Regions from separate parts of the Zea mays genome. Here regions 2 and 3 are each linked to region 1. Evidence: chromatin contacts called from public Hi-C data. All regions are on one chromosome and are shown on one strand. The core of a region is the stretch at or near the end of the contact, and the rest is flanking DNA. Distances in the headings are between cores, read along the strand shown.

Region 1 (2,842 bases), core at 76-2,575:
AGTTCTCCTGCGCTTTTCGAGAAAAAAATGTCACAAGAATATAGGTTTAGAGCATGCATCATTTGGACGTAGTTTTAAATGCAACCTGATTCCCAACCCAACCTAGGAAGGTAATACAACACAGCCATGCCCTTAAAACCATGTCTAGCAGTTAATTTCCTATGTTATGCAAAGCATAGAACCCTCAATCCATTCAGGTTTTGGATGAACACAGAAATACTGAGAAGTGAAGTACACAGAACAACAGTAAATGTACATTTTTCCTATTGCTACATTCAGGATATGTGATGTGCTTATGTACATCATGAAACAAACACCTAGTAAGCAAGAAGACTACACTCATCAGACAAACTTGTGTTAGGTTAGAAGCACCCTGGTCCCAGATTAAGGAGCAGAATTGCATCCAAATGATGAATATGAACAATGCAAACCCTCATCAACATGAAAACATGGTAGACCAGAAACTGCCTATGCGCCATCTAAACTCTAGAGGCAACAGTCAAGTGCAGCCAGAACCCCCAATCCAGTTTATTAACATCAGGATCAACTGCAATCTCAGTGCAGTTGATTCAAAATACCCTATTTGCATTCTAGCCCATCCCTGCTGACTTTGGATCCCTAATCAGACCACAAAAACTGAGTACAGGACATTGTTACACGCCAAAAGAAATCTCTTTGCATATACATTTGACTAGTCGGTATTTTCCCTGCAACAGCCACCATTTCTTTTTCGCCACCAGCATCCTTGTTGCATCGCAGGCCAACATATACCGGTGCATAACAATAACACACCAGAACTGTTTGCCGCGGATTGGATCAGTATTACCATTCCCAACTCCATGGCAGATTGGCAGACGACCCTTGCGTCCCTTGATCCAACCCAGGAACCAAAAGCAGAGACGGCCGCCGTATCCTCCGCCAAACCAAGCTATCTGCACGGCGACCTAACACGCTCGCCTTGCACACCATCGACACCGACACATAGATTCGCCGTGCCAACCCAGCGCGCCGGCGCCGAGGGGGAGCCAGATCCGAATGGCCAAGGCAACCGAAAGGGTAAGTTTTTTTTCCCAAAACGCGAGCAGGCGCGTAGCGGTGTAGGGTCAGGCGCCGGGAAAGGAAGTAAGAATCTGGGGTACGAAGAAGGGGAGCTCACCGCGCCGGAGATGAAGGGGACTTGCGCCGCCGCCGAGAGGGAGGGCACCGAGGGTAATTCGTTTTCGATCCGTGTGGGGTGGCGTATTTGCGGGGACGCCCTTTTAAAGGCCCGCCAAGGCTATTCGCGAGCGAGTGTCCGGTGCTTGTCGGGGGCTCTGGGCGTCTGGCGCTGACTACGGACCACAGAGCCACGGAAGAGAAGAGGCATGACCGCATGAGCTGTCCATGTCTTTGCAGGCTTTCGAGAACAAACAGAGGTAACAAAGCACACAACCTTAACTCGCCCTTACACAAGATTGAAAATTCCTTAACCACGAAGATGAAATAAATATATAGCATTTTTCAGAAAAACACAAACAGAGACGTCACATCAGGATTTAAGGGTAAATCCGGCCGCGTATTAAGGATGTGTTTGGTTGCGAGTCAGGACGGGATGGAACAGGACGATCCCACACACTAGACTGTTTGGTTGGGAGTCAAGGTTCAGATGAGACCGTCCCTACAAAAATATTATCACTAGAATATTGTCCATGTTCGTCCCTCTGAATCAGACGGATAATATCGTTCTTCTCGGGACAAGGCACCTCACGAGCCCTTCTCATCCACATCAGATCTAGCGCCGCCTCCTTCATCCCGCTGGCCGGCGAGCTCCTCAGCGCGGTGAGTCCTCTTTCCCCTCTACTCTCCTCTTCCCCTATGCTCTCCTCTTCCTCCAATCCTGCTGACCGGCGAGCTGCTCAGCAGGGTGCGGTGAGTCGCCTATCCTCTGCTCTCATTTTCCTCCTTTATCCCGCTAGCCGGCGAGCTCTTAAGAGCCAGGCGCGGTGAGTTCCTTTCCACTCTGCTCTCTTCTTCCCCTCTGCTCTCTTCCGCGTGGTGAGCCCGGCGCGGCGAGCTCTTCCCCCACAGGCTCGTGACCAGCAGACGCATCAGGATCAGGCTCCATGGACAACAGCTCTCCGACCCCTTTCTGATGCCTGATGCTTGGTGTAGTCGTGTAGGTGAGAGAGGGAGAGAGCCATGCTACAGCCGGCCAGCATCAAGGAAAAGTTCTTGTCAACTTGTACAGCAGTTCTTATTGTTTAGCCATGTAGCTGGTGCCTGGTGTAGCCGTGTCGGTGGTGTAGCATCCTTTATTTTTTTATCAAATCTACGACATACTCATCCACAAGCTATTGCTATTATAAATTAATCTCCTTATTAGTGAACTTAGCATCAGTTCTTGACTTACAAATCTACGGCATACTCATCGTTTATGGTTCTTGACTTACAAATGTACGACAGTTCTTGTCAATTTGTGTTTCTTGCGCTACTGAATTGTTTTTAGACTTGAGTAATGTAAATAATTCTATGCAAATAGTGTATGTAGATCATAATGTATTAATATGCAGATCGTAATTGCTATTAGTTCCTTTATATTTTGTTTGCATGAACACTTGATTGTACACCTATATATCAATTCTACATGATTGTTGTCTTTTTGGATTTGATGCTTACATGTAGATGGATAAGAAGACCAAGGTTATAGTTTGTGTTGCTGATGCACATAAGTTACTGTCAATGATGGCTATGATTATTCATTCTAGAAAAAGAAAACGAAATGCAAGGAGGATAGGGATTACCTATGCACCAATGCATGAAAGGGATAGAGTTATAATTGAATATCTCAACACAAAGATTTGGA
Region 2 (2,700 bases), core at 98-2,597, 150 kb after region 1:
AAAAATCTAATATTAAGAGAATAGTGAAAAGGCAATCTAAAGCGGCATCCATACCACAGCACCTGGTGTGGTGTACTCATGTACACCAATGCTTAGTCCTAAATATAATGTATCCTAGAAGCTAGATGGATATGGAAAGCAACAGCAAGCTAATAAGACCTAATAACATGTGATAAAGTGAAAGGGCCTCCGCACATTGGAAGTCCATGGTCTAGGATAGAGGCTATAAACTCCATGACATACACACTGGAAATTGTCTAAGAAGATTAAGACGTGAAGATCCACATTGCAAAGCTTTAAACATAAAGTTCAAGATGAACAGCCAACTTGAATGTATGGTAGCTAGACCAGGAAATCCACTAGGTAACAGCTCCTATCGGTTCATTTCACAATAACATAGGCTTAGAGTATGCATCATTTGGAGGTAGCATTAAATGCAGCCAGATTCCCGACCCAACCTATGTAGGTAATAGAACATAAACATGCCCTAGTAGTTGATTTCATATGCAAAGAAGAAAATCCTTGGTTCACTCAGGTCATGGATGAATATCGAGATACTGGGCAGTGAAGAACACATAACAGTCAATGTACATTGTTTCCTATTGCCGCATTTAGTTTACGTGACTGCTCATGTATATCATCAAACGAACACCTACCTGAGAGGTTCCATATGTGAAAATAATGGTAACCTAGAAGATTACACACATCAGACAAACTTGTGCTAGGTTAGAGTCTTAGAGACACACTGGTCCCCAGCTTAAGGAGCTAAAGGGCATCCGAATCACGAATATGAGCAATGCAAACCCTTGTCAACATGAAAACATAGTAGACCAGAAAATGTCACTAAGATGTAGGTTATGCCTCTGCGCCATCTAGAGGCAACGGCAAATGCAGCCGGATCCCCAATCTAGTTGATTAACATCAGTAACAAATGCGTTGTTCAGATAGTTCTCTGAATAGGCCCGCAGAAAAAAAAGAGACAGCAGCCGCATCCGCACCCACTCGGCCCTCGCACACGCCCTCTACACCCGCACCGAAACGGATCCGCCGTGCAAACTCTGCACGCCGGCGCCGACGGGGAAGCCAGATCCGAACGGCCAAGGAAACCGAAAAGGCTAAGTTTTTCTTCAAACTCGAGCAAGCGCGCAGCTTTGTACGATCAGGCGCCGGGAAAGGAAGTAAGGATCAGAGGTACAGTAGAGGGGAGGGGAACTCACCACGACAGAGATGGAGGAGGACCTGCACCGCCGCCTATTCTCGAGCGTGTGGCCGGTAGTGTTCGGTACTTCGGTGTTCCTGTGGTCCGGGCGTCTGCAGTCTCCGTCTACGCCGAGTTTACGCCTTTGATGAATAGTTTACGTCTTTGATGCATATTTTATGTCTTAGGTGGTCGCTTGCTTCTCAGAGTAACGGGTATGTTTGTTTCGACTTCTCGGTAGCTTTTGGCGGCTGACTACTAAACACTTAGGTTTTCAGTCAACTTTTATTTGAATTATTTTGATGATAATCATCTAAAACTATGTGAATAAAAATTCAGTCGAATCGTCACGAAAGTAGGACTCAGTCACTTTCTAGATCCTAAACCCTATGAACATATTCATCTCTCTCCACACGTAATCCTCACGATACTCAGATTCTCTACACAGTCATATTCTCCTCACAGCTACATTCTCGGAAAACTCGTCAGAAAAAAGTCGAAACAGACAGGTCCAATGTCTATTGGAGCTCTGTATCGCTGCAAGAACGCTAATCTTAAATGTATGCTTGGTTATTTTTATTGAAAGAACGTTCTTTTTGCAAGTAAGGATGAGAAAATTGTCACTCAATTTCAAAACCTGAAGGATTAAAAAGTTATCTTATAATATGTAAGTTTTCTTATGCTATTTAATATTCTTTATCTATATATTTAAGATATTGTCATTAGCCACTTGATATGTAAAACAATTAATACTTTGATATGTTGAGTATTGAATAATATCATCTTATGACATATTCTTTCTTGCATTAGTTATGATCTAGTTTACTAATTGTGTAATGTGTATGTTCAGTTATGTGTTATATACTTTATATGATGTGAAACTACTTCTACGTAATACTATAATAAATTATATATGCCTAAAAGGTAAAGGCTACTAGACTAGGATCTATGTTGCCAAAAAAGTTTGTGCTCTACTAAAAAATTTGAACACTCATCCTCTAAATCTTAGGACTACCCGTGTCCATATGTTAGCTCTCCCTCTTCCTTTGCATGCTTTTCTACGGACCGATGGTAAAAAAACTAAAATTTTCAAAACACACATTCACATTCCACCTAGCCAACACAACACATATGTTTTTATAATTTATACTCTATACTAAGTATAATATAAATATTTTTAGAAAAAACTAAAAAAATTAAAATCAGTCCATATCCACACCTAAGGTCGAGACAGACACGGTGATCATGCTCGAACCGAGCTAAACCGTATCGGCCACATGGCACCTAGCATGCCCGACCCATTTGGATATTTATACCAGTACACTAGTGATGTGCCCATGCAGGCATGCAGCGGTGCAACCAAAACAATGGCCCATGCAGCCAGGCTACCATGTGTCAACGCAACAGCTGTCAGATCATCGATTGAGATATATGGTTTTTTGATTTGGTAAATTTGAGATTAATTAGGTTCCATTCGAGATTGTACTTATTTAATTGAGGAG
Region 3 (2,717 bases), core at 143-2,642, 140 kb before region 1:
AGCAACCTGCATCAAGGGCTTCACATCCGAGCAGCGAGTAACAATCCCAGATATTTTCACAAGCTGACCAATGTTGGATGCCTTCACTTGCCGAATGGTGAGTGGAGTCACCTTTGAGAATGCCTTGATGTAAACCTCACTAAAATGCCCACCCAAAAAATCAGTTAAAATCAACAGAGCACATAATTGGATAGACAGGAAAATTATTGGAGCTGTGGCACAGAATTAAGTAGCTCGAGAAATAATCTTAGCAAAAATCTGAGGTGCAAATGTTTAATTCGGATGAAATATTATATGGTAGTATAACAGTTCAATATCCTTATAAGCTTGCAGGAAATTTTATATTCCGTTGTAATGTTCCAGACATGGTCTATCAAACCAGATGAAATGCTTCGATTTACAGAAAAAAAATCAGAGGCAGAAAAATCTAATCTAATTATGCAGTACAAGCAGTAATATGATTTATCTTCATAACATGCAATGTCATACTCTCTCGTTTCCAATCTCTTTTGTTTTAACCAAATTACCGAAAACAGGACACCATTCACCAGAGAAATTTAGGACAAAGCCACTTACAAGAACCGTTTGATCTCTGGTGGCATTTTCTGTAGCGGGTCCGTGCCGTCCGCGCCGCCGTCGGCCCCCTCATCCACACGCTGCGTCATCAGGATGTCCTGGTCCTCGTCGACGGTGTACGCCTCTGTGGGCTCCGGCATGATCTCGTCCATGGCCTCCGCGAAGATGCCGATGTAGCGCCGCGTGTTCTCGGTGACACGCTGCAAGAACTCCTCGTCGACATCCTTATACTGCACACCAGGAACAACATTTTACACCCAAAACCACATCTTGTACCCGCGAAGTTGGGAAAAAGGGAAAAAACTAAAAGGAACTGAACACTGTGGAGGTGAGAAGTTTGTACGTGGAATAGGTCGTCCAGCTCGATCTGGACCGCGCGTATCTTCCTGTTCGCGACATCTTGCTGCAAGCAGAAAGAGAAATCAGCGTGAAATTGCGAGAGAGAGAGAGAGAAAAAAACCGATCTGGAAGGGGCAAGCCTAGAACACGGGGAAGATAAACCGATCATGGGTACCAGGATGTTCAGGTACTTGGGCTCGCCGTGAGGGCCGGTGAAATTGGACAGGAAGTCCTTGGCGAGCGCTGCAGAGACAAATCAAACACAAAGAACCAACGCACCGTCAGAGAACGTTCTAGAACCTTGCGCGAGCAAACGAAGAAACGGTTCGAGGAGGTTCCGGATGATGTTGCCACAGCAACACGTACCTTTGTCTGCGGCGAAGTCAGGGTTCTTCATCCCAGCGGCGGTGATGGGACGGCGGCGTGGGGGTGGGAGGCAGAGAACAGCGGGAGGCGGGAGGGGGGCGGCGAAGTGTTCGGGGGATGGCGGGAAGAAGGGAATAAAGAGGAGGCTTTGGGCGGGAAGGGAGAGGGCGGTGTGGCGGGAAGAATAGGGTTGGTCCGAGCTCGAGCGGGCCGAAATTTTGTGGGCTTACTAGAAGCACGATTGGGCCTTGATCGAGCCGCTCTGCGCTGTGGCTGAGAAGCCAGAGGTACCTGATGATTCCCTTTTTTTTCATTTTAGCCTTTTTGGTTTTATTTTCACAAATACGTATTTTCAGTTTCATTTCAAAAATGAACCTTTAGCTCGGCGCCATCAATATTGATACCGAGCTACAACGTATCAGCGCCAATTAATTTAGCGTGTATATGTAAGAGTCGACGCCTACGTGGATCTGACGTGGCAGCACTTCGGCGTCGTGATCTCGGCGCCGACCTCGACGCCATGGATCTCGGCGCCGACCTCCGTGTCTATAAATATCCCACTCCAGCTCGTGTCCAAGCGCCTACATGGTCGGGATGCTTATGCTGCACGATGTGCGTTTGCCGCCTGGCAGCACCGAGCGAGCGCTGGAACGCTTGGACTGCTCGTCCGCCGGCGCCTAGACACGGCGCAGGGCCGCCTCCGTCCGCAGAGGCCGTGTCGGTCATGCGCAGGCTGACCCTAGAGATGAAAACGGGACGGGTACCCAGAACGGGTATCGGATACGAGTACGAAAACGAGTCAAAATTTCGGATACGGATACGGGTATTTATGTTTGTCGGGACGGATACGGGTACTACCCGAATATTGAACCTCGGATACGGATAGGATACGGAATCACTAATACCCGGTCAGTACCCGAAAATCTCGAGTAGGATACGAGTACCATTCGGGTACCTGGATTGGGCCTACTCTCTGCTGCTTCTGTTAATCTGCTTGATAGGCGGCCCATCCACAGGCGCACCCACATTCCTCAGTCCTCACGCAGCAGTGCAAGGGCAAGCTGCAAGCCCACGGACGGCCCTAGCCCCTAGCTCGAGCAAGGCTGCAAGTCTGCAACCTGCAAGCCTGCCGAGGGGGCATGTTGTCGAATTTGCACTTCTAATGTATTTGCACTTCTAATTTGCACTTCCAAGCACAAGCCAGCCAGGGGCATGCTCCTACCCTAATGTATTTTCTTATTTGCACTTCTTCCTTTATGTTAATTAATGTCAACTATCTACTATCTGTTATATACTTGTGGACTTGTAGATTATGTCTAAAATAGGAGACATGCTGTCGAATTTTTTTAATATTTTGTTGTTGGTTCCACAATGTCCTTGTGATTAGTAACTTTGAACTGCATGATGTTAATTTTATAGGTTTCTTTCCTACATTT

The links. A called contact is a pair of places that touch in the nucleus more often than the background predicts.
Region 2: a Hi-C map of leaf shows a contact between it and region 1, with 4 times the contacts expected there. The contact joins the promoter of LOC100282809 here to the promoter of LOC109939366 in region 1. A contact is called at or near these places in 9 of 25 Hi-C or Micro-C datasets (ear, leaf, root tip and 1 more).
Region 3: a contact with region 1 is called in a Hi-C map of ear, with 4 times the contacts expected there. The contact joins the promoter of LOC542504 here to the promoter of LOC109939366 in region 1. A contact is called at or near these places in 5 of 25 Hi-C or Micro-C datasets (ear, leaf and tassel).

Annotation. Positions count from the first base shown.
Region 1 is chr1:150,716,290-150,719,131 of Zm-B73-REFERENCE-NAM-5.0, forward strand. It overlaps LOC109939366, which reads left to right and starts at 1,326. Exons shown (of 3, transcript XM_020546485.2): 1 at 1,326-1,415. The coding sequence starts at 1,384. It overlaps LOC100273814, which reads right to left and starts at 1,521. Exons shown (of 2, transcript XM_020546492.3): 1 at 1,157-1,521. The coding sequence starts at 1,497.
Region 2 is chr1:150,861,547-150,864,246 of Zm-B73-REFERENCE-NAM-5.0, forward strand. It overlaps LOC100282809, which reads right to left and starts at 1,348. Exons shown (of 9, transcript NM_001412423.1): 1 at 1,218-1,348.
Region 3 is chr1:150,575,082-150,577,798 of Zm-B73-REFERENCE-NAM-5.0, forward strand. LOC542504 (replication licensing factor MCM7 homologue) reads right to left here and starts at 1,393. Exons shown (of 15, transcript NM_001112054.2): 1 at 1,282-1,393; 2 at 1,091-1,158; 3 at 920-979; 4 at 577-806; 5 at 1-139. The coding sequence starts at 1,312.